Linked DNA regions of Gossypium hirsutum: region 2 is linked to region 1. Evidence: chromatin contacts called from public Hi-C data. All regions are on one chromosome and are shown on one strand. The core of a region is the stretch at or near the end of the contact, and the rest is flanking DNA. Distances in the headings are between cores, read along the strand shown.

Region 1 (3,527 bases), core at 384-2,883:
TCTTTTCTCCTGCAGTGTCTGTTTTGCAGTAATTTAAAACAACAAAAATTAAAAGAGAACATTAAATAAAGAAGCTGGTCAATAGTAATTAAAGAACAAGCCCTAATTAGTAAATTAAACAAGCAATCTAAGGGAAGACACAATTTCAGCAAGGCATAACAGATTAAAGCTCAGTTTGACATAGAGAAAACAGTAATGAAATCAAGGTAGAATTAAGTTTTAAAACAATCTTCTTTACCCCAGACAAAATAAAGAAAAAAATGGATTAGTAAAACAATTTCAACAAGTCTCCTATGGATGGAATTTCAGACTTGGTGACACCAAATAAACTGAATTTACTGATCTGGGATTTAACATTTAAAGAAATCAGCTTCTCCAACATTTTCCAAAGCCAAAAACAAAGCCAATGGATGATGATAGTTTTCAACTTCCCCTCCACCTTCCCCTTTCCCAAGGAACCCAATTAGAGAGAGATAAAATAGAAGAGGAAAAGAAAGAAGCAGAAATTTGATAAATGAGAAGCGTACCTTCCTGGTTTGGAGGATTGAAACCAGCTGAAGAAAGTCTCATTTTCTTTTCCAAACAAATTGAATAAAAACCCTTTAAATCCCAAGTTTGCACCCTCAAGAAAAAAAAGATCACCACCCTAAAACCCCTTCCCTTAATCAGACCAAAGTCCTCCAAAGGACACCCAAACTCCAAAACCTTTCTTCTTACTACTTTGTCTCCACAAAAAAAAACACCATGCCTTAACAAGAATCAAACTCCAATTGAACAAAAGGCTGACAATTTACACGTCGAAGAACAGACTTTAAAGAAAAAAAAAAAAATACAAAGCCCCCCCCCCAAGACTTCTTTCTTGTCTTTCTTATTCAACCGAAACCGGTTTTACTACAAAACACAATCGCTTTCAGCCTCATCCGCCTCCTATCTTGTTCTTCCCCCACCCACCAAAAAAAAAAACCCAAAGTGTTCTTCTCTTGATCCAAAACCTTAATGCTAAAACAACATAATCTCCCCCTTCTTTTAATGTTTCAACGCTTTAGCCCCACATTTCAGCTCCCAAAAATAAAGACTTTTGATCCTTAAGTGTGACCAAAACAACAGCTTTTCTTTTCTCCTTTGAGTTCCTCGAAGCTTGTAACCCACTAACCCCAGCAAACAAAAATACCCAACAGATCTCAGCTATAAAGATACCAATAAGTTCAAAAGCCCAGATCTTTGTTCTCACTCACAAAACAAAAAACACAAACCAAGCAAAGGGTATATTATTATTATGCATTTGGGTTTTTGTTTTTCTTCCTCACAAAGCTGGCTCTCTCTCCCCGTTTGTACAGTCCCAACTGTATTTAAAAAAGAAGCATTGGGTATTTATAGATATTTTTGGTTCAGAAGAATATATGTTTGTTTTATATATCTATGGGCTACGGTTGAGGATGTAGGAAAATATATTTTTTTTACTGGTTTTTAAAGGAATAGGAGAGGGAAGGGGGGACTCTTTTTGTTTCCAGCAATGGAAATAGTGGTGATGAGTGGTCGCTACTGAAGGAGAAATGAAAGGAAAGTGAGAGAGAATGAGAGAGAGTTCCGTGCTGCTGACTACTTGTACTATTTACTGCTCTTTGCCTTTGCTGTTTGCTTTCTTCCCATTTCCTTCTCTTTTTTTCTTTGTTTTTTTTTGTTTTCCATCTCTATTTCTTTGCTCCACCAATCAATGAACATACGACCGCCATTATTTTTCTTTTTCCCCTTTGGGTTGTCTTTTTTCTGTATACGGGTGAAAAAAATATTAAAATTAAAATTAAAAATTTGGGTAAAGAAAAAGTGTTTTGTGAGTGAGCGAGCATGAGAGACACTGTGTATGTCAGATGACTGTTTATTAGAGGGAAGATTTTTTATTTTGTTTTCTAGGATTAATTTCACCAGACGACTTTCAACTATAACTAAAACTTCAATTTCATAATTTAAATTTTAAAATATTTTAATTAAGTCCTTAAAGTATTAATATCATATTAATTAAATTTTTCTATCAAACATAGAATATTTTATAACACGTATATTAAACTATAAATACATGTGCACCAACTGTATAAACAAAATTTGACGAGTTCAAAAATTTTAATAGATCAAATCTAAAATGATATGTATTTTAAAATATTTCAAGTCAAGTTTAAACTAATATCTAATGCTTAATTTGATGTTAAAATAATGAAAAATACTTCATTGATATAATGTTGATATTGAATCAATTCTTTTTATACAATTCTTAGGGTGCCTTTGATTCACAGTACATACGACAGAATTTTTTATCTCTTCACTATAATAACTAATCTAATCAGCACTGTTATTTTTAACATTATGGACGAATGGAGCTAAAGATACGTGTAGGTGAAGTTTAAATTTAAATGAAAGAAGATTGCATGAAATGATTAGGGAAATCACTGTGCATGAGCAACTTGCAGCTTTGCCTCATCTCAGTTCAGGTGGGCCAACTGATAAAGCCCAATTGCATACATTTGTACTATTTGTTTTATTAATTTCATCAACTGTCCATTTAATTTTTCAATTTTTATATATTTCAAAATTTACGAGCTCGAGGATCAGCACGTGATTTCGAAAATTGCAACAACAAAAAACTTACCAAAAATTCGTATAACAAAAAAAGATTTTTTGAAAGAGATAAAAGGTTTTATTAATAATTTTAAGTTTACAACTCTGTAAATTACGATATGTCGATAAAATCTTTCGAATAATTTAATTAGCAATTAATTTTGAGATTAAATTCTAATTTAAATAAGAATGTAGAACGTATTTGATTTGTTAAAATTTTATAAGATAAAATAAAATATGTTATATTCGAAATATCAATGTTATTGATATAGATGTTTAAAGTCATATTTGAGTTAGCGTTTAACACTTAAAATATTATACATGTTAAATTTTTACTTTATTGATATAATTATAGATATTTTAAAAGTGTGTTTGGATAAAAATAAATAAAATTTTGAATTTTAAATTGCTAGCATTTGTATTTACTTTGTTTGGACAATAATTGATTTAGAAAAAATTAGGGTTAAAAATAATTATAAAAATAATAATTATATTAAAAATAAATAATATAAAAATACTCAATATGAATATCATTGTATTTGTAAAAACCTATAAAATGCTTTAATAAAATAAAAATTAAATAAAAATAACTTTTTAAGTTCAAGTTTTTTTTTATCTTACCGTCAGAACATGATAAATTTTGAAAAATTACGTATTTAGGTTGAATTCGAAAAAGGAAAATCAACTCATAAAATCTTCTCTTAAAATTACTCACAAATATTAAAATTCTCCAATGTTTTTACCTAAACAGGTAAATTCATTTTTTAGAATTTTGAGAACTTTGATATAGATGAAATCCCTCTTATAAATTTTTTATCCAAACACACCCTAAATATATTCAATCAGAACCTTCTAAAAGTTATTGACTATTTTAAAATTTGAGTTGTAGTTTGGGGTGTCTAGTGTGTGTGATTAGT
Region 2 (3,527 bases), core at 673-3,172, 36 kb after region 1:
ATTAAATATGATACAATAAATAAATTCCTAAATAAAATATATTTATATATAGGTTAATTTCAAAGGTTAACAATTATTAACATAAATATATTACTTAAAATTTTAATTATAGCAAATTACAATATATTATATAAAATAATATTAAAATATAATATATTAAACTATATATTAAAAATTTATTAATTTTTAAACTATAATAAATTGTCTACGGTTTTGTAACAATTTAATGTTAAATTTAAAAAATTCAACATATTGATGATAACACATTTTTTAATACAGAAGTTTCTCTTCCATATTTATGTTTATTTTTTGCCTGTAAATTATTGTCTTATATCACGGGTTGTAGATCAAAACCTGTGATGAATTCACATATGGAAAAATTTATCTATTTGAAGTTTTAATGGCCCAATAAAACACTCGAATAAAATTAGAGTTATTAAGTTAATTATTATAAGTCTTGAGAGATAAGATTGTATAAAGTTTAAATCCCTTAGGACTTCGCTTTTGAGATACTTTATTTTTGGCGCCTTACAAAATTTTCAATAGATTTGAAGTAAAAAAATTATTGTTTCATGTGATGGTCAATTTGGTGGTCGATAGTAGAAATCAAGGAAAAAATATTTTCGATTTAAAGGCTAAATCTAAAGGGTTTGGTTTTTTTTTTAATCAAAAGGCATATTGGAGAATAAGAGGAGGATAGGAACATTTCGGTATGTCTGCGGTGGAAGAAGACCACCGATCATGGCAGCAACGGTGGCGGCGGATCAACTAAGGGGCTAAGAATTTTTTAAGAGAAAATAGAATAAAAATAAATTATAGTAAAAATAAATGAAAATTTTAGTTGTAACATTAAATGAAAAAAGATATTTTCAAATTTGTATTGGAAAAAGTGAGTCGGTCAAGTGCCATAGGTTTCTAACATGTATGTGGTTATTGGGATAATTTTGTATTACATCCTCTTAAATATGAAATGTTTTTATTTAAGTCATTTTTTATTTTTATTTTTGATATGTTACTGAACTGCAATTTTATTTTATTATTTTTTGGGGCAATTTTAATTTTTACTTTAACTTTAACTATGAAATTAATTTTGACATTTATTTGATTTTGAGTCAATAAAAATTTTATTTTAATCTTAATTCATGATAATTATATTTCGATGTGTCATATTGAAATATTTAAAAAATATTTTAAAATTTATAAATAATAATAGTATTTAAAATTTTCAATTATATTTACTTAGGTAATAGTTAGGTTAAAAATGGAAGCCCAAAAATCTAGAGTACTTTAAGTACTTCTAAATAATTCAAAATTCTAAATAATTAGTTTAAATTTAACAATAAAATTAAAAATTTTAAAAATATAATATAATTACTACCGTGATACAATAAACTATTAATTTTTAAAAAATATAATTAATAACCATAAATTTATCGGAAATTTATAAAATAATTATGGAAATAAAATAACCATAAATTTATAAGTATTGTTATTTTTTCTTCCAAGTTTTATTCTCTTAAACAATTAAATTACCATAATTTTCTTAATATATTGTTATTATTATAAACCTATTTTTAATATTTATACACCATTAATATATTATTTTGAAATTTTTATGATATACAATATTAGAATACTTTTTTTTTTTTGCAATATCTTTTACCGTATGTAAAAATATCATTTAAAATTTAAAAAAATTAAAAACAAATTTTTTTATGAAAATAATTTATTTTCACATTTTAAATAAATAAATAAATAAATTCCATAAATAATTGTTTTAAAAGATGTTAGTGGTATTTTGTTTTCCTCTCACTTTCTTTTTCGTACAAAAGCAACAGCTCACCTCTTAGATTTGTGGGGTCCATCCACTTTCGCCATCTAGATTTGGTGGCCCCCACCTTTCCCTACGTCGCCACTCCAACTACCCCGGCTTCCCCGCCTCAACAGCTTGGCTCGGCTCGGCTCTAGCCATGTACATGCCGTACGTACCATACTATTACTACAACAAGTCATGCACAAATATAATAAAAATTAATAAATAGTATTTTCTTAATATATATACAGTAAAAAAGTTGACTTCCTAATTTTAGAATTTATGAATTAAAAATATATTTCTTACCTAATGTGATTTTAAGAATGAAATATTATTTATTAAAAAATAATTGGAAATAGAAATGTCAAATTTTGTTTTCCGAAATTTCAAAGTTATGGGAAGAATTTTTTTTTAAAGCTGCCATTATGTGTTGGTTTTTTTTTTTCATTAATCATTTATTTATTTGCATGTAATTAGGGACCCACATGACAGGATCTGAACAAATGGGTCCTATTTACAAAAGGATCCATTTTCTATGATATATTATTTAACCATTTAAATTTATTGCATAAAAAAATTTAGGCGTTAACAGCTTAGCATTATAAATTAAATTATTTCTTTTTAAATTTATATAATTTTTTACAAATTTTAAAAAATAAATTGAGATCAATTTAATAATAGTAATGTGTTTTTATCATCTAATAGTAGGGTTCATCGAAAAAGCTTTAGCCCATGCTCAAATGTTCGGCTCCTAATATCTCAGCCCATCTAGCATGCTTCATGCCTTATTAAATTAAAAAGGTCAAATCCTGTTATTAGTCCCTGTATTATGTATAAGTTATGAATTTAGTCTTGATACTTTAATTTGATTAATTTTAGTTCTTATATTTTTTGATTTGATCAATTTTCGTCCTTGTATATTTTGAATCTTAAGATTCCAATTTTGACCAAACAACAGCAGTTAAATTGTTTGGTTAAATATCGGTATTGATCTTGTACTGTGAGTAAAGTTGGAAATTTAATCCATATTCTCCAATTTGATCATTATTTTGGTTAATTTTTTTCTTTTTTTCTTTTTATAAGGGCTAAAATAATTTACTTTTGCTTTTTGACATTATATTGTTAGGTGGATCTCAAAAGATATGAAAAATCTCCCTCCAAGTTGTACATACGACTCTCATCGAATATGATTTTCCACAAAATTTCATATGCATCTATGAGATCGAGTATGGAATTTTGTTTGCTCACTTTAAATTGAGTATTTGTTTCTCTCCCTTCCTGGTAGGATTAGAAATCATGTATTTTACATATCCATAGATTAAGTCATTGGGTTTCCGAAACAATGTAAAAAGAATGCTTTGAATCTTTGTTATTTGACCCTACTTGTTCTAAAAGAATCTATAAGATTTTAAAAATAGCATAACCTAACTTAATGAATCAAATAACTACCGTTTTGTGAAGATTAAAATTATAAAATTAAAAAAAAAGTATAGTAACTAAAAATGACCATATCAAAATATATGACTTAAATCCATAACTTACACATAATATACGTAGTCTAACCTAGTGAAAATGATTAAAAAACACTAAAATATAGCAATTATTCAAATTAAAGCACCGACTTTTTTTTTTCTTTTAACCCCCAAAAGCGAGATCTTAAATCCAATTTCAGCAAATTTAGGGCAGTGTGCTTAGCTTGATTCCTAAGCAATTT

What was found. Hi-C and Micro-C count contacts between places; a contact is called where the count stands out from the background.
Region 2: a Hi-C map of leaf shows a contact between it and region 1, with 5 times the contacts expected there. The contact joins the enhancer-like site here to the promoter of LOC107937515 in region 1. A contact is called at or near these places in 23 of 34 Hi-C or Micro-C datasets (anther, callus, cotyledon and 6 more).

What each region holds. Positions count from the first base shown.
Region 1 is chrA10:4,436,195-4,439,721 of Gossypium_hirsutum_v2.1, forward strand. LOC107937515 (auxin response factor 6) reads right to left here and starts at 1,634. Exons shown (of 14, transcript XM_016870416.2): 1 at 528-1,634; 2 at 1-18. The coding sequence starts at 570.
Region 2 is chrA10:4,472,364-4,475,890 of Gossypium_hirsutum_v2.1, forward strand. No RefSeq gene overlaps it. Among protein-coding and RNA genes, the nearest start is that of LOC107937516, 12 kb to the right of the region's middle. Within about 2 kb of position 1,923, at least 3 of the 9 cell types and tissues checked have an H3K27ac peak or open chromatin away from gene starts, as enhancers often do. A contact at or near this core is called in hypocotyl and leaf, where this site is marked.